Regions from separate parts of the Sus scrofa genome. Here all the other regions are linked to region 1. A link is a contact called in public Hi-C and HiChIP or PLAC-seq data. All regions are on one chromosome and are shown on one strand. Each heading gives the region's core, a stretch centred on a gene start, on an enhancer-like site or on the middle of the called end of the contact. The rest is flanking DNA. Distances are from core to core; before and after follow the strand shown.

Region 1 (4,237 bases), core at 648-3,147:
ACTAATACTGCCCAGAACAACCCAGCCTACAGTGCCCTGCCACCTCTCTCCTCCCCTTTGCTCACTGTCCTGGAGTGGCATCGGCCTCTGCACTGACTCATTCCTGGTCTTGGGGCCAGTCTCAGGGGAAGCTGGGTGGGGGAGGTCCCTCCCGCCCTGAGTGCAGCTGGACTGTACAGAACACTCCAAGGGCCCATGGTGGCTCTGCGCAATGAGAGGAGAGGTCCTACAGGCCAGAAAGCTCCAGAGACCTCACGGCATTGCAGTGCAAGGTGGTGGGCCAAGGTTAGGACACTGTGTAAACAGGCCATCCCACCACCTGCCTGCTTGTGCCAGGAGAATCCTAACTGCCTAGTGGCCTGAGGCCCCTGAGGTGGTGAGGTGAGCGGGCATCTGCCCAGCCTAGCAGTGGGATTGATGTCTGTCCAGCCCGGAAGAGGGGCACTAGGTGACCCCCTCCCCTGCTGTTGTAAATACTGTAATTAGCGGAGAATTTAAATTATTCTCATTTGTAACTGCGTTTCCGGGTCGCGCCAGAGTCATTTGGTACTAAAAATCCTGGGGCCTGTCCCCACTTCCCTTCTTCCCATAGATTTCCCTCTCCTTTCAAACTGGTTTGTATTTATTTCAAAGGAAGAAAATATATTGATTCTTAGAAAATAAATGGTCTGTTTGGAATTCTTGGTTCTTGCCTTCTGCCAGGGCAAAGGGATAAAAGGTTCTCTCCCCCAGGGATGGTAAATAATTGGCCCCAAGCGGTTGCTTGTTGCTGTGTCTGCTGCATTTGTTAAGACAATAGCAAAAATAATGTGACAGCTCCCGTTCTCCATGAACTTAACTAAGTGGTAGACCCTGTGCTGAAGCACTTTTAGATAGTTTTGTATAATCCTTGAAGTAACTTTGGGCAAAGTTAATAGGGCACTTATCTCCACAAAGACATACATTGAGGTTTAGAAACATTAAGTAACTTGCCTAAGTCCCTACATCTGGGAAGTCACAGAGGTAGGATTTGCCTCTCTGCAATGCTTGCCCTTTAAACAGCATGCCAAACTGCTGGAAAAGTCTAGTGCCTGTTTCTAGTGGACTCCAGGTGCTTCAAGTTCTTTGCCAGTTGGATGGTCCAAGTACTTCTTTACAGTGGCTATAGCTGTGACCTTCCCTGTTTAGCTGCGGACTGAGCAGGAATGCAAAAGGTTACTCTTCATTCATTCCCAACCCTGACACCTCTTCTGATTTCAACATTTATTGAAGGAAAGCCCTCCAAGTCTGGGCACCTATGAGCTGGCCTGCCTACAGGTGAGAGGGCTACAGGCAAGCAGCTGTCCCTGCCTTGCAGCTACTGAGCAGGGCAATGGAGATGCTGCCAGGCTCTGTGGGTGGGTGGACACTGACAGATCAGCTGCCAGGCTCATTATTCAGATGCAGGAACCAAATATCACTACGCAGGGGAAAAACCACCCAAAGACAGTTCTTTGTCTCCTTGATTTTTAACTTTTTCCAGAATGGAAGAAGTTGCATGACACATCCTTCCTGGGCCAGTCCAAGGCGCTGGCATCTGGGCTACCTCGGGACCACACACTTGGTGGTCCTGTGGCCTCTATGGGCCGCCTGGCCCAGTCCCCGAGGAGGCCCCAGGCTGGCTGCATCTGCAGGAAGAAGCTGCTGCGTCCTGAGACAGAGTTGTTAGATCTCTCACGAAGAAGCCCGTGAGGAGGTCTGAGGCTGCAGCGTCAATGCTCAGCGACAAGGTCTCCGAGGGAAGCCGCTCAGCCGGCGGGCGCAAGGGCAGATCCTCCGGACCAGGCGCTGTGGAGACACTCAGAGGCTCAACGGAGCCGGAGCTGCATTCTGGCGCGATTCTCGGTGAAGGGGGGTTCATGGGAGGCGGACTGAGGAGGGAGAGGCTCGGTGAGAAAAGCTATCTTTGGACGGCAGGGGATAGGACCTGATTCTGAGGGCAGGCAGACCCTGAGGAGTCCCAGGGCTCTGAGGAGAATGGACAGTGAGGACTAGGGCCTGAGGGCGCTCTCTGCGACCGGGCTGCGGGACGTCGGGACGGAACCAGCGGGCGTGCGGAGCGAGCACAAGCGCAGAGAAAAAGCCCAGGGCGGGCAGCTAGCCCAGCGCGCGCCAACCGCTGAGGCGCTGCAAAGTCCACCCACCCGACGCCACGCCCGATTTTCATTGGCCTCTCTTAGCTCTCCGCCGACTGGCTACCTCTGGATCCAATTAGCCGGGCTTGAGCCCTACTTCCGGCGCTAGCGAGGTCCGCCCCTTAAGAAACCGGAAGAGCGCTTCTGCGCGCGCTTCCCAAAGTCTCAGCCGCTTGAGGACCTGTGGTGCGCGCCCAGAGGCTGTGGAGGGCAAGGGGAGGACATGTAAGGAGGATGCGCCGGAGGGTAGAGGCAGGAGATAGGACAGAATGGGAGGGGCGGAGCTTTGGTGGCCAGCAAGGGGCCGGGCCTGAGGGGAGTGAAGGAATTTAAATGAAACTAGCGGGGCTTTAAATCAATTTAGAGGTCAGGATTTGGTGGGGAGGCCTTGAGGGGCGTGGTCTTTTGGTGGTAAGTAGAGCTGCTATGGAGTGGGCAGGACCATCACGGGGCAGAGCCTGAAGTGGAAAGATTAGCCCTCTCTCCGTTCTGCCCCGTAGCATGGGGCATCGCACCCTAGCCTCTGTCCCAGCTCTATGGGCCTCCATCCCCTGCCCACGCTCTGAGCTGCGCCTGGACCTGGTTCTGGCTTCTGGGCAATCCTTCCGGTAAGTCACCCTGGCTCTTGGCTTCTAAGCACTGCAGACCTGGGACGTAAAGAATCACTGGGGGTTTGGAGTTCCCGTCGAGGTGCAGCGGAAACGAAACCAACTAGGAATCATGAGGTTGCAGGTTCGATTCCCTGGCCTCGCTCAGTGGGTTAAGGATCCGGCGTTGCCGTGAGCTGTGGTGTAGGTCTCAGACGCGGCTTGGATCTGGCGTTGCTGTGGCGTCGCTGTGGCCGTAGGCTGGCTGCTCCAATTGGACCCCTGGCCTGGGAACCTCCATATGTCGCCGCGACCTTAATAAGACAAAAGGAAAAAAAAAAAGGGGGGGAATCATTGGGGGAGATGGAAGAAACTTCAGAGTACAAAGGAGAGACTGAGGCACGGGTGGTGACCCTGTTACCTCCTTTATGAAGTGGAGATAATAAGCCTGCGGGTGCAGTGTAGCTGCAAGGATCAAATGATATAATTGCATTTTGTAAATCAGTTTTGTATATGGAGCAGCTGTAGAATGGGAGGGCCCCAAAGTGTGCAGGACGGGAAACTGAATGCTAGGCCTCCCGTGTGCCTGGGGGCTCAGGTGGAGGGAGCAGAGCCCTGCACACTGGAGTGGCGTACTGGCGGACCGTGTATGGACACTGACCCAGACTGAGGAGCAGCTCTACTGCACTGTGTATCGAGGGGACACGGGCCGGGTTGGCAGGCCCACACTAGAAGAGCTAAAAGTGGTACGACAGTACTTCCAGCTGGATATCAGCCTTGCTCAACTGTATCGCCATTGGAGTACTGTGGACCCCCACTTTCAAGAGGTGGCTCAGAAATTCCAAGGTGAGTGCAGAGCCAGAGGTATGGGTTGGAGTACTTGTGATTCAGTTAGACTACTCAATTTCACCATCTGTTAAGTGGAGATGATATCTATCTCAGGATTTTATGAGGGTTAAGGAAGCTAATACATATAAGGTGGTAAAGTGCTTGGAATAGTGCCTGACACATAGTAATTATTATTCCTGTTATTATTGTCCTGCTGACCACAATAGTAGAGTAACAAGGATACTGAACCAGATCTTGGCTGTGTGATCTAGGGTTAGTGACATCATTCGTTCTGTAAATGTTTACAGAGCATCCGCTCTGTGACTGAGGATCCTGCAGTAAACAAAACAGAAACAAATCCCCACCCTCATAGTGCTTACATTGTGGCTTCTTCATCTGTGGAATGGAATGAGAACCCAGCCCTCACAAGATGCTATGAGAAATGAGAGCTCTGGTGTTGCTTTCTCTAAGAACATTGTCCCCTCATTCCCTTGGGAATCCCCCGTCCCTCAAGCCTTGGTGTCTAGGATCTCAGGGTGAGAGGAGGCCACTCCCAACTCTGAGGTGCTTTCTGATCCCCCTGCCTTTCTGGTCCCCAGGTGTTCGGCTCCTGCAACAAGACCCCATCGAGTGCCTTTTCTCCTTCATCTGTTCCTCCAACAACAACAT
Region 2 (4,237 bases), core at 850-3,349, 120 kb after region 1:
CTGACATTCCTGGAGGAGGGGGGAAACTGAGACTATGAACAGATATGCAAATAACCAGGGTAATTTCAGATGATGATGTTCTGGGGAGGAAACAACACAAGATGATATGATAGCAAATGGCTGGAGAGCTAGATTGGCCTGTAGGAAAGGCCTGAGAGAAGAGCTTTCAGCTAAACTTGACTGGTAAGAATTCAGTCTTTTGAAGACCTGGAGTGTCTTAGTCTGTTTGGGCTGCTATACAGAATATCATAAACTGGTGGCTTATAAACAGCAGAAATTTACTTCTTATAGTTCTTGAGCATGATAAGTCCAAAATCAAGGTGTGGATATATTTGGTGCCTGGTGAAGACCCTCTGCCTGGTTCACAGGCAGCAGTCCTCTCTTGGTGTCCTCACATCATAGAATGGGCAAAGGAATCTTTTTTATAAGGACACTAATTCCACTTTCCCAAATCCTACCTTCAAATACCATCACACTGGGGATTAGCTTTCAACACACAAATGGTGGGGAAAGGTGGGGAGGCGGGGACACAGAAACATTGATACTACAGCTTTACGCTAGGCCTGGAGCCAGTCTTTTGAAAGTCCTGGGTGGGTGGGGTGTTCAAAGGCAAGGAAACATCACTGCAATAATTTGAAGAGGGAAGGAGAAGGGTGAAGTGACAAGAACACAAATCAATAAACTCTAAGGCAAACCAAAAGCAGGGAGAAAAGCTTCAGGGAGGAAGTTCTGGGGAAAGGGTTGGGACCCCTCCCGTGGACATTCATGCTCAAACATTTATTGAGCATCCACTGTGCTTAAGAGTCTCATGATAAGCCAGTGATGACTCAGAAGCAGTCTGGCCCTGACGAACATCATGGAAATCACACACAGAAAAGACAGAGATAAGTACAAGCTAAAGCCAGAGAGTGTCTGTGGTAGGATTGGGGAGTGTCGAGGATGGTTCTGTCAACCTGAGGATTCTTCACAGTGCTTAGGAGAAGAGGATGGTTTGGGCTCACTTGGAATGTATATATCCAGCAATCATGTTGAGCTTTTACCCTGTGCCAGACACATGGGCTAGTAACTTGGTTCTTACACCTCTCTTTGAGGAGCTCAGATGTCTGAGCATGATCATCAAATGCCAAATGCATAAAATCATTTGAGATACCTTGGAGTAGAGAAGGACTCTAGTTATGAATAAAAATTGAGAAGCCAAAAAGAAAAGACTGTATATTCAACCACATTTAAAAAACTTTTCTGGGAGTTCCCACTGTGGCACAGTGGGTTAAATATCCAATGCTGTCTCTGAGGTGGCTCAGGTTGGATCCCTGCCCAGTGCAGTGGGTTAAGGATCTGGTGTTGCCGCAGCTGTGTGTAGGGGTATTCAATCCCTAGCCTGAGTGCAGCCATTTAAAACAAAAACAAACAAGACCAGCAATGCAGTACACAAACAACAAAGAATATGGGAGTTCCCATCATGCACAGCGGAAACAAATCCAACTAGGAACATGAGGTTGCAGGTTCCATCCCTGGCCTCACTCAGTGGGTTAAGGATCTGGCGTTGCCATAAACTGTGGTGTACGCCAGTGGCTACAGCTCTGATTTGACTCCTAGCCTGGGAACCTCCATAAGCCACAGGTTCGCTCTAAAAGACAAAAGACAAAACAAAGAATAGGAACATAGTTCAGGGAAAGGAAATCTAAATGACTCAAAACACATGGAAAAATGGTTTAGTTTTTCGGGTAACAATTTTGAAATGTTCTTATTTGTGTTTTATTGTGGTAAAATGCACATAACATAAAAGTAACAATTTTTGTCTTTTTAGGGCTGCACCCACAGCATATGGAGGGTCCCATGCTAGAGGTCGAATCCAAGCTGTAGCTGCTGGCCTACTCCACAGCCACAGCCACATCCATGCTGGATCCAAGCTGTGTATACAACCTACTCTTCAACTCACAGCAACACCAGATCCTTAACCCACTGAACAAGGCCAGGGGTCAAACCTACTTCCTCATGGATGCTAGTCAGATTTGTTTCTGCTGAGCCACAATGGGAACTTCTAAAAGTAATCATTTTTAAGTGTACAGTTTACTGGCATTAAGTATATTCACACTGTTGTGCAACCCTTACCACACTGATCTCCAGAACTTTTTCATCTCCTTTTCATCTCTGTACCCACTGAACAAGTCTCCATTCCTTCTTTCCTCTAGCCCTGCAGCCACTGCCCTGCTTTCTACTTCTACCTAATTTCTTTTTCTCATGGCCTTGACATTTTAAAGAAAGCACAGTCCAGTTATTTTGCAGAATGTCTTTCAATTTGAGTTTATCTGTCATCTCTTCATGATAGATTCAGGCTGAGTATTTTGGGCATGCACATCACAAAAGTGATGCTGTGTCCTCAGCTTTATCAGGAGGCAGAAAGATTCAGTTTGTCTCACTTCCGGTCAAGTTAATTTGCTTACTTAGTTAAGGGGATGCATGCCAGGTTTCTCCTGTGCCTTCTCCCGATATCTCCTGTGAAGTTACCGTTTCCTCTTTGCAATGATTAAGTAATCTGTGGGGAGATACTTTAAGACAGGATGGAAGATGTATGCTCTTGAGAAAGTCACATATCTTTTCCAGGAATAAGTTTCCCCAATCTGTGAAGTGGGGACTGAGACATCTTAAACTTGAGTGAGAGTTTAAGAAGTGAAAGTGCTGGAGAGGCTGGAGAATCAGCAAGACCTTGGCAAAAATATACATGTGCTGTGAATTAATATTCTGCACGGGGCAAAGTGCGGGGAGAGACTGCTGGGGCGGGGCCGAGAGCGCGCGCGTGCGTACGTGTTCTCCTGCGCGTGCGCTTGCACAGGGGAATGACCACAGAGTCGGTCCTCCAGGGACAGACAGGCCGGAAGTTGTCCTCGCGAAACCCCAGGCTCTTGGGTTGGCTGAGCTGAGGTGGCGCGAACGGCGTCCGTGGGCCGCTTGGCGTGGTAGTCGTGACAGCGGGTCGGTGTGACGGGCTCCTGGGTTCTGGGTGGGGACAATGGCGTCTCGGGCAGGCCCGCGAGCGGCTGGCACCGACGGCAGCGACTTTCAGCACCGGGAGCGCGTCGCCATGCACTACCAGATGAGGTATGAAGTGAGGCTAGATCTGCGGGCCAGGCCTCAGGATCTTGCTTCCCAGGCAGCCCCCGCGCACCTGCCAAGTCCCTCCTTCTAGGACAACCCGGAACCGGTCCCCAATCTCGAGAAGCCCCCTTGCTCCTCTGAGCTCCACCTTTGATCCCCCTGTGCCTCGAGGGGTCCGGCCCGCTCCACTGCGATGCTGGCCTGGCTCTCCGCCCTCGGGAACAGAATTTCTAATTGAGCCTCAGTTTTCTCATCTGGCAAGGGAAATTTAATCTGCCATTTTGATATTGGTGAATTAATGAGGCAACAATTAGCGTAAAGGACGTAGCATAACAGCCCGTAAGTCTGCCCAATACGTAGTAGCTGCTATATTTTGGGCTTTTTGGGGAATGTGGCCCTAAAATGAGTTTAATGGACCACCACCATCCACCAGCACGTAAGGTATATTTCTACATTCGTTTATTCCTTCAACAGATATTTATTGAGTTTCTACCCATCATGCATTGTGCTAGGCACTGAAGATACAATAGCGGAAACAACCTAGTCTTTGTATGCATGTTATACTTTCAATAAAAAGTTTATTGACAAACAAACAAAAATGGTCCCGCCTTCATGAAGTTTGAAGTCTACAGGTGACTGATTTTTCCCCCCGACCTTTCTGCACGTTCTATAATGAATTTTTTTAAAAGATTTTCTTTCTTAATCCCATTAAACTTTCCCAGAATCTTTTCTGCATCTTTTTCTCCAGAGTTTTAAAGAGTGACAAGCTCTGCGAACCCTCACTTTATTCCTATCCTTAGACCCCTGCCAAGGGGACTCACAGCCAAGCCTGTGTTTTCATGTCTGTCTAGAGCAGAACTCTGCCCTCGAAGGAGATGTAAAGTGGATTTAGGACCTGAGAAATTCAAAGAATAAGAGAAAATGGGCTTCCTTTAGGTGAAAAATGTACTCTAGCTGGAGAAGTGTGGGCAGCCTGAGTTGGTTTCCTTGCTGCCAGTACCTCCTCTAATGGGCTGAATGCCTGTGCTACAGTTAATCATCTTTCAAAACACAGCCCTCGGTTCCTCTTCTGCCTTTAAACTGACTCTTTCATAGTCTGCAACTTCATGTCCTGCTACTCCCTTCCTCACCACAGTGTAGT
Region 3 (4,237 bases), core at 1,264-3,763, 95 kb after region 1:
AATTTCATGACTGAAGAAACTGAGGATTAATGATAACTAAGATCACAGTTTGTGCATAAGGATTTGATCCCAGAGCTGTCCACCTTCTCCTCCTTTTCCTTGTATCCTACCTCTGTGATCCCAAACCAGCCCATGGAAAATGTCTCAGTTTTTTCCCAAGCAGCTGTGCCCCACCTAAATGGAAGCCTGTCCTCCTACCTTCCTATCACCCTCACCACTTACTTCCCAGATGCTCGGACAACCTGGAGCTCCCGTTCCCCGAGCCCCAGGCACTGGCTCAACTCTGGAAGCACTGAGACCAACGTCAGCTCCCCTGGTTTTCCTGGAAAGAAAAAAAAAAAAAAAAAAGGAAAAATCCAAGTTGCTCCCATTGGCAACTTTATCCCCCCATGCCTTCTCTTCACTACTTCCTCCCCTCAGAGACATCAATACCCTTCTCATTACATCTCTTTCCCCCATCCATACCTGTCACTGGCAGACCCTGTGGCTTGTTCAACGTCACCAGAGGTCCTGAAACATATATTATATAAACATCAGCAATAGCAAAAGCAGCTTACAAAGCACTTTCTCAATACATACCATCCTGTGGTCCCGCTACAACTCAGACATGACTTATCCACTACACTCTGAACTGAATTTCTTTCTGTGTCTTGCATGTACTAAGCCTGCTGCCTGCTACCCCAGGGCTTTTGCATTTGCTGTTTCCTCTGTCTGATTTTCACATGGCTGACTCCTTCATTTCATCCTGGCTCAAATGTCTCAATCCCCAATCTAATGTCGGCTCCCTTCCTGTAGTTCCTTATCATTATAATACCTTTTTTTTTCTTTTTTTTTAGGGCCGCAACTGCCGCATATGGAAGTTCACTCTAGGGGTCAAAATGGAGCTGCAGCTGCCAGCCTCAGCCACAGCAATGTGGAATCTAAGCCACAGTCTGCCCGCATCTGTGACCTACACCACAGCTGGTGGCAACGCAGGATCCTTAACCCACTGAGTGAGGCCAGGGATCAAACCAGCATCCTCATGGATACTAGTTGGGTTCTTAACCCAGGCTACAAGTGGTACTCTTTTTTTTTTTTTTTTTTTTTTTTTTGGTCTTTTCTAGGGCCGCTCCTGTGGCATATGGAGGTTCCCAGGCTAGGGGTCTAATCGGAGCTGTAGCCACCGGCCTACGCCACAGCCACAGCAAGGCCAGATCCGAGCCACGTCTGGGACCTACACCACAGCTCACGGCAACACCGGATCCTTAACCCACTGAGCAAGGCCAGGGATGGAACTCGCAACCTCACGGTTCCTAGTCAGAGTCCTTAACCACTGAGCCACGACGGGAACTTCCTGGTACTCTTATAACACCATTTTATTCATAGCACTGTTGACTAGTAAGTACCTGTTAATTTATTTCCTGGTTCATCAACTTCTCCCACTGAAATGTTGGCTCCCTAAGGGCATGAACCATATTTATCTTGTTCAGTACTATATAGCCATGTCTAGAACAGTGCCCAGAACATAGCCTATGTTCAATAAATAGTTGAGAAAATTAATAATAAATTACAGGAGACTGAGACTCAGGGAAATTATTTTCCTAAAGCCACACAACAAGCTGATTACAGAGCCGAGATATGATTTCAAAGCTTGTGTTTTGTCCATCAATAAAAACTTCATTACAGCAATTCCCATTGTGGAGTGCCTACTGTATGCAAGGTTCTCTACTTACACCCCCCACCCCCACCCCATACCCCTGTACCCATGATAGTGAGGCACTGAAGAGATTGTGTGGCTGGTCCTAACTCCAGTGGCTAGTGGGAATCAGAACCAGGATTTGACCCAGAAGCCTTTAGTAGGGAGCCCAGCCAGGTACCCGGAAGGCTAAGGTGAGAATTGCTCCCCTTCTTAATCTGTCTGCAGCCGTCCCTCCCACTCCTCACCTTTCTGGTCCACCACAGCCTCCCTCAGTACATCAACCAGCTCTTCCCGACTGAGATTCTCTGGCTGCAGCAGCCTCCGGAAAGGTTTGTCACCCAAGGAGCCCAACCGTTTGCTAGAACCTCGGGATTGCAGCTGATGCCTAGGAAAAGTAAGGTAAGCAACAGGAGAATCATAACTTCCCGAGGTGCCACCCATTCTTATTTCCAACATCTCTCTCCAAATCCTGCGGCTTCCCACAAATGCTTCCGAAAGCCTGAGTTGGGCATCCTGAAAATTCAGGTTCAACTAGCTGCATTTTACCCCGGGGAGAACTGAGGCTCAGAGAGGTCAATTGACTAACTTAGGGTCACACAGCAGGGCTAACTGCTGATCCCGCACACACCCTCATCTTGCCCCAACCTCCCTCCCGCATGAAACAGGAGGTGCGTAATCACCTGGCCTCGGTGCCAAAGCCTGCGGCCTTGGGCACTGCGCAGATCCCCAGACCCTGCCGACAGCCGCCCCAGACCTGGCCCCAGACACGGTAGCCACCCATCTCCGGTGTGAGGATAGTGCGCATGTGTCCGGAAGGGCTGCCCCGGCTCGCTCACAGCGCTCTGATTGGTCAGACTGATTGTCAATCGGAGTAGCGAGGGTCAGAGCGGCGACAAGAGGGAGCTTTGCCTTTGCTAGCAGAGGAAATGCCGAAATTCCTTTTTGTGCTTTGGGGGAAACGGTGGCACAGAGCAGAGGAGGATTTTACTCGAGGTCAGGGGTCCTGCCTTAGGACAAAGGCAGGACTAAAGGTAAAGGTTTTCTGATTACCCTTGTAATTCTTAAGAGTCGTCTTCTTTTTCCCACACCACAGCCACAGCAACACCAGATCCAAGCCGTGTCTGCAACCTACACCACAGCTCACGGCAATGTGGGATCCTTAACCCACTGAGCACAGCCAGGGATCAAACCTGCTTCCTCAGGATACTAGTCAGATTCATTTCTGCTGAGCCACTGGTGGGAACTCCCTTAGGAGTTTTCTGATTTAAAAAACAAAACCAAACAAAAAACCCAAACAAACAAAAATACCATTGTGCACGATCTTGCAAGGCAAATTGGAAAAAAAAACCCACATTCATTGGTCCAGTAACTTTGTTTTGAAGAACACAGCTAAGTGAATAATCCAAAAGGAAAAAAAGGCCAGAGGCTCAAAGAGGGTCACCACAGCATTATTTATTAAAGCGAAAACAGAACAAATAATCAAAGTGGAAACATAAATTGTCTTATGATTAGAACTGCCAGGGAAATAAATCTTATCATCACCAATTTCAACATTTTTTTTTTTTTTTTTGGTCTTTTTAGGGCTGCATCTGCGGCATATGGAGGATCCCAGACTAGGGGTCCAATAGGCACTGTAGCTGCTGGCCTACACCACAGCTCAGGGCAATGTCTCCTTAACCTACTGAGGGAGGCCAGGGATTGAACCTGCATCCTCATGGCAACTCCCGAATTTCAGCATTTTTTTAATGTTAACTTTGTGCTAGGCCTTGACATCTGTGAACCAGAAAGAGATTTTTAAGACTCAGCCCCACCCACAAGAAGTTCACCTTTAAAATAACAGCATCACAACCCACCTTGCGGAAACCCTGTGGAGATGCTGAGAGAGAGAGAGAGAAGAGTGAGGAGCCCATTGGAATTGAAGAAAGTACGGGAGTTGTGAGTGACGAGCTGTAAAGAAGTAATAGAAGATTCACCAGGAGGGAAAGGTATGGGGAGGAGGAGAGGGAGGGGGCAACCAGAGAAATAAGACATTAAATGCAATAAACCAAAGAGGAATTCCCGAGGTGGCACAACAGGATCCACACCCAGCACAGGGGGTTAAGGATCCTACATTGCCGAGGGTTCGGCTCAAATCTGATCCCTGGCCTCCCGGGAACTCCTTTTGCCACAGAGCAGCCAAAAATGGGGCGTGGGTGGGGGAGGCAAAGAATTGGGTTCCATCCGGTAGTTATAGCAATAGAAAAGTTATTTTCTATTACTTGTTTGCTAAGAGCACTGTAACTTTCAGTTCTTCTTTAGCAATAGTGAAAGACTACAAATCAAAATCCCTCAAGAGAGGAATGGCTAAGTCAGTTGTAGCACATACACATGCAGCCATTAACCGAAGACTGTATAGATCTACATGTGCAAATGTGAATCAATCTCCAGACTATACAAAATCAAAAAAACAAAGTGAAGGACAGTGTGACTAGAATATGTGTATTATGTGCCTGTTATTTATATATATTTATTATATTTACATACTTCTGCATTTCTGAAAGGGTGTACACAAATGAGATG
Region 4 (4,237 bases), core at 934-3,433, 90 kb before region 1:
CCAGTTAACATCTTTAAAATGTTGGGTGTCACAGAAATAACCAAATTTCCTTGTCAATTTGATCATAATGAATTCTCATCAGATCTCCAACCGTGAGCATTTTAAAATCTTTTGTCATTTACTGACAATTATTGTCTTATTTGATTCTTTTGCAAAAATGAGATTCCCAGAAAGGAGCCCCTTGACCACTAACACCACTGCCAAATTACAAGGTGTCAAAACTTGGGTACACATTTTGAAAAAGGCTCCACCTGTCTGGTTCTATGTAAACACAAGGACCTCAAAATCAAATTGACTAGAAAGAGAAGTAGCGGACACTGAGGTGCAACCGCTTCCTCCCAAGAAATCAGGTTAAGAACATTTCCTTCCATTCCTCCTTCCTTCTCTGACCATCCTTGTCCCAATTCTTACATTGTGAAGGTCTTTATGATTCTTTTCTCCATCTTTTGCCTTGCTCTGGCCTGGGAAGATAACTGTTCACATATCTCTGCCCATTTCAAAGGAGGATAAATTAACTGTTGGCTTTGCTTTAATGCTGGTGATCCTATAGTTCTTTCTACCAATCAAAAACTTCTCCCTGATTTCCACTGCCTCAATTTCTCTGGAACAAGTTCCGTAGATAAATACTTTTAGTAAATAGTTACACAAAATACATGAACACACTGACTGGCTTAAGGGAATGTCTCTAGTTTTCTTGCTGATTTGAAACATAGGGACATTGGCTCAGGAGTACTCTCCAAATCACGGACGTTGTTTTGTTGCTAGTAATTATTATTGTCAGCCTAATAAGCTGGGTTCTCTCAAAAATTTTAAATGTGTATGGGCAGCCATTGACCAGCCAACAGATGGTCTCTCTCTGAAGTGCAATGACAAAAGTGAAAGAAAGAATGGAACCAGCTCCAAGAATACAAGCCTGACATCACTTTTTGTGAATACTACACTGAGATCAGAAGAGGCAGTGGTGACTGAGGGTCATGTTAATACTGAATACTGATTTCTTTTCTTTTTTTAAAGGTTTTATTGAATTATAGTTGATTTACAATGTTGTGAACATTTCTGCTGTACAGTAAAATGAATACCGATTTTTTTCCCCAAACTTCTTGGATGATCAATAGGATGATAAAAGGGGGAACTGCTGAAATATATTTCTAGACCAAAGATGGTGCCACTCCTGCCCAGGCTGCCATGGCAACATACCAAAACTTAGATAACTTTTGTAAATCTTCTGCTTGACCAGTAACATACTATATCTAGTCAGCCAATCCCCAAACGCCAAGCCAACTGTAGGCTCTATACTTACTTCCTTGCTCTTTAATCATTTTTTATTTTTCACTTCCTTATTCTTTATCCTACAAAAGTTTCCTGCCTCCAGCTCCATTTTGCAGTTCTTTGGCCCCTTGAGGACAAACACTGGAGGCTTCATGAAGTATTAGTTTCTTTAACACCTAAATTGTCTTTCTTAATTATTTTTCTAACAATACTAATCTATTAGAGATAAATCACTGACGTATTCTCAGGTTAAACAATGAGATGCGCTTTGAAATAATTCTACTAGATGAGGAAAGGATGATTAAACAACAGGGTGGTATATGCTGATTATTGTTGAAACCAGCTAATGGATACATGGGGGTTCATTATACTATTCTCTCCTTTTCCGTGAGTGTTGGAAATATTGCACTAGATAAAAAGAACAGTAATATGGGCCTTTTTCATCATATAATTTCAAGCCAGTCATTCCCACCAACCCCCGCGTTTCTTCTTCAATAAAATGGATTGGCCATTGCAGCACTGTATTCGTAGGGACATTTTGAGGAGCAGTGAAAGCAAAGTGCCTTAGAAAATGCTGTTTTCTTACTTACTAGGGTTGCCAACACTAATTAGTTGCCTCCAACAGTTCCCTCCTCCTCTCCTTGTAATGGTTCATTCCACTGTTCCGCTAGTCTTTCCCGTGGTGGTTCCTTCCTCTCAGTTACCACGCTATTTCCCCCCCCCCAGCCCCAATGGTTTAGTCCGGCTTCCCCGGGGGAAACCCCGTGGGGAGGAGCACGAGGTTTCTGCGAGTGGCCGCGGTCCGCTCCCTGGAGACCACTTGGAAAGCTCCGCGTCAGGGGGTGGGCCGATAATCTTGAGGCGGGGCGCTAATCTCGGGCTCCGATTGGCCAGAACTGGAGTAAACATCCGGCAGGGTGGGGCGGGGCCGGAAGTGGAAAGGCAAGGCGGCGGCTGAGGCGGCTCGGGAGGTTCCGGACCGGAGTAGGTTCCTCCCGCTGCTATGGGCTGTCCTGATCGGTGGTGAGGGGGCCTCTGGCGCTAAAGGGGACACGGGACTGGGCCATGGCCGGCGCTCGGGCCGCCGCCGCTGCCTCGGCGGGGTCTTCGGCTTCTTCGGGCAACCCGCAGCCGCAGGAGCCGGGGCTCGGGGAGCTGCTGGAGGAGTTCTCCCGGACTCAGTATCGGGCCAAGGATTTTAGCGGGACGGGAGGCTCTAAGGTGAGTCGGAGGCACGGTGAGCAGCAGAGGGTCCCTGGCTTGGGAAGCTACTGAGGAGAGACAGGTCAGAGAAAGGAGGGAGAGAGGGAGATTGCCAGGATCTGGACCTGTAGAGCAAGGGTCGGGTTTAAAAACCGAAAAGGAGGAGCTGGGATCAGAATGAGCCAAGGAAGGACGACGTTTTGGTTTGAGACAAGGGATTTGGAGGCTAGGGATCCGAACTGAGGGGCCATTCAGAGATTAGAGAGGAGGAGCTGAGGAGGGTTGTTCCCCTGCATAAGATACTAGCACAGAAGCCTCCAAGTCTAGAATTAAAAATCTAGAGGATTTCTGCAGCTCCGTGGAGGGGTGGGGCAGAATGAAGTCAAGAGTTAAACTGGAGTGTGTTGATTCTTTATACAGTCTCAGAGTGACTTTAGAATTAGGACCATCCCTTTCCTTTCCCTTTGTGCATGAAGGGAGCCCACACTCCTCTGTTCCTTTATGAAAAACAAGTCTTGGTTCCTCTTTTTTTTCTGCCTTTGAGATTCTTTTCAGTCTCCTTATGGCCAGACCTGGAAGGCTTCCAGTCTGATCAGGCCATTCCCATCCTAGGGAATCTTGCTGACCCTGCCATCTTTCATTCCCCACGTGGTTTTGGAGGGGTTAGCATCAGGTTTTCTAATGGGATTCTTTTTCATCCTGGGTCTTGAAACTCTGGTTTGGCTCCAGGGGTTACCTATAATGGGACACACAGCAGTTGGCATCTGCTAGTCTCTAGAGTAACCCAGGGAAGGCTTCAGTAACAATGAGTTTCCTCCACTGTCCAGATGACTATTTCTCAGCTCTTAGCCTGAGGACTACCCACTTCAGCATCATCTGGGGTGCTTGTTGGTTTTTGTTTGTTTTTTGTCGTTTCTAGGGCTGCACCCGTGGCATATGGAGGTTCCCAGGCTAGGAGTCTAATTGGAGACGGCCTACGCAGCAGCCATAGCAACGCCAGATCCGAGCTGCATATACAACCTACACCACAGCTCATGGCAACATCGGATCCTAGATCCGCTGAGTGAGACCAGGGATCGAACCCGCAACCTCATGGCTCCTAGTTGGATTCGTTAACCACTGAGCCACGACAGGAACTCCTGGGGTGCTTGATAAAAAAGTTTCTTTGGTCCTATCCAGTCCTACTGAGTTAGAATTTCTGAGAGTGGTAACTTGGAATTTGTATTTTTTTAAATAGGCTTGTTAATGATATGAACCTTGAAATTTGAGGATTGCTAGTTTAAGCCACTGAGTTTTTCCTTCCCCATTGGTCTTTTGGATGGGTAGAGGGTCAGTGGTTTTGCTGGGCCCCCCTTCCGTTGTAAACACCCCTGAAGATTAGGGTTGTAAAGAGTTACACCTGACTCTCACTCTAGCTGGCCTTAAATTTATGATCTCTTGCAGGCTTCTTGGGATGTTACAGGTCTTATGTCTTTCTTCTAATGGGCCTTTCCCTGAGATGAGCAAAACCACAGCAATTTTAAGGGTGCTGTTTCTTCTATTTCATAAGCAAATTGTGTGTAAGGAGACAGCTTTGTCTGCAGCTTTTACTCATTATGCTAACTTGAGCTTCTAGGTACTGGTCTTTGGCTGGAGAATGAAGGAGAATTTCGGGGCAAAGGAAGATAATGGATTAGTGCTACTTAAAGTAACCTAGGCAGGAGTTCTTAATATTTCATGGATTGTGGACCCCTTTAAGAATCTGTAATCCTCTCTTCAAATGCTA

Evidence for each region. Hi-C and Micro-C count contacts between places; a contact is called where the count stands out from the background. HiChIP or PLAC-seq counts read pairs in DNA pulled down with a chosen protein or histone mark.
Region 2: a contact with region 1 is called in an H3K27ac HiChIP or PLAC-seq map of alveolar macrophages. The contact joins the promoter of JAGN1 here to the promoter of OGG1 in region 1. A contact is called at or near these places in 1 of 5 promoter capture datasets (liver), 2 of 47 Hi-C or Micro-C datasets (heart right ventricle and liver) and 2 of 2 datasets of contacts at active chromatin or transcription factors (alveolar macrophages and skeletal muscle).
Region 3: an H3K27ac HiChIP or PLAC-seq map of alveolar macrophages shows a contact between it and region 1. The contact joins the promoter of RPUSD3 here to the promoter of OGG1 in region 1. A contact is called at or near these places in 1 of 5 promoter capture datasets (liver), 4 of 47 Hi-C or Micro-C datasets (fetal liver, heart right ventricle, liver and 1 more) and 2 of 2 datasets of contacts at active chromatin or transcription factors (alveolar macrophages and skeletal muscle).
Region 4: a contact with region 1 is called in a Hi-C map of liver, with 2.7 times the contacts expected there. The contact joins the promoter of MTMR14 here to the promoter of OGG1 in region 1. A contact is called at or near these places in 7 of 47 Hi-C or Micro-C datasets (epiblast stem cells, fetal heart ventricle, heart right ventricle and 2 more) and 1 of 2 datasets of contacts at active chromatin or transcription factors (alveolar macrophages).

What each region holds. Positions count from the first base shown.
Region 1 is chr13:66,036,772-66,041,008 of Sscrofa11.1, forward strand. OGG1 (N-glycosylase/DNA lyase) reads left to right here and starts at 1,898. Exons shown (of 10, transcript XM_001928192.7): 1 at 1,898-2,378; 2 at 2,654-2,761; 3 at 3,339-3,586; 4 at 4,168-4,237. The coding sequence starts at 2,655. BRPF1 (peregrin) reads left to right here. Exons shown (of 12, transcript XM_021069303.1): 12 at 1-675. The coding sequence ends at 5.
Region 2 is chr13:66,152,756-66,156,992 of Sscrofa11.1, forward strand. JAGN1 (protein jagunal homolog 1) reads left to right here and starts at 2,100. Exons shown (of 8, transcript XM_021069312.1): 1 at 2,100-3,099. The coding sequence starts at 3,011.
Region 3 is chr13:66,131,261-66,135,497 of Sscrofa11.1, forward strand. RPUSD3 (RNA pseudouridylate synthase domain-containing protein 3) reads right to left here and starts at 2,514. Exons shown (of 9, transcript XM_013981960.2): 1 at 2,359-2,514; 2 at 1,924-2,063; 3 at 466-510; 4 at 223-322. The coding sequence starts at 2,483. It overlaps LOC106505669 (a long non-coding RNA gene), which reads left to right and starts at 2,550. Exons shown (of 3, transcript XR_002337652.1): 1 at 2,550-2,709; 2 at 3,442-3,663.
Region 4 is chr13:65,946,337-65,950,573 of Sscrofa11.1, forward strand. It overlaps MTMR14 (myotubularin-related protein 14), which reads left to right and starts at 2,184. Exons shown (of 18, transcript XM_013981948.2): 1 at 2,184-2,490. The coding sequence starts at 2,335.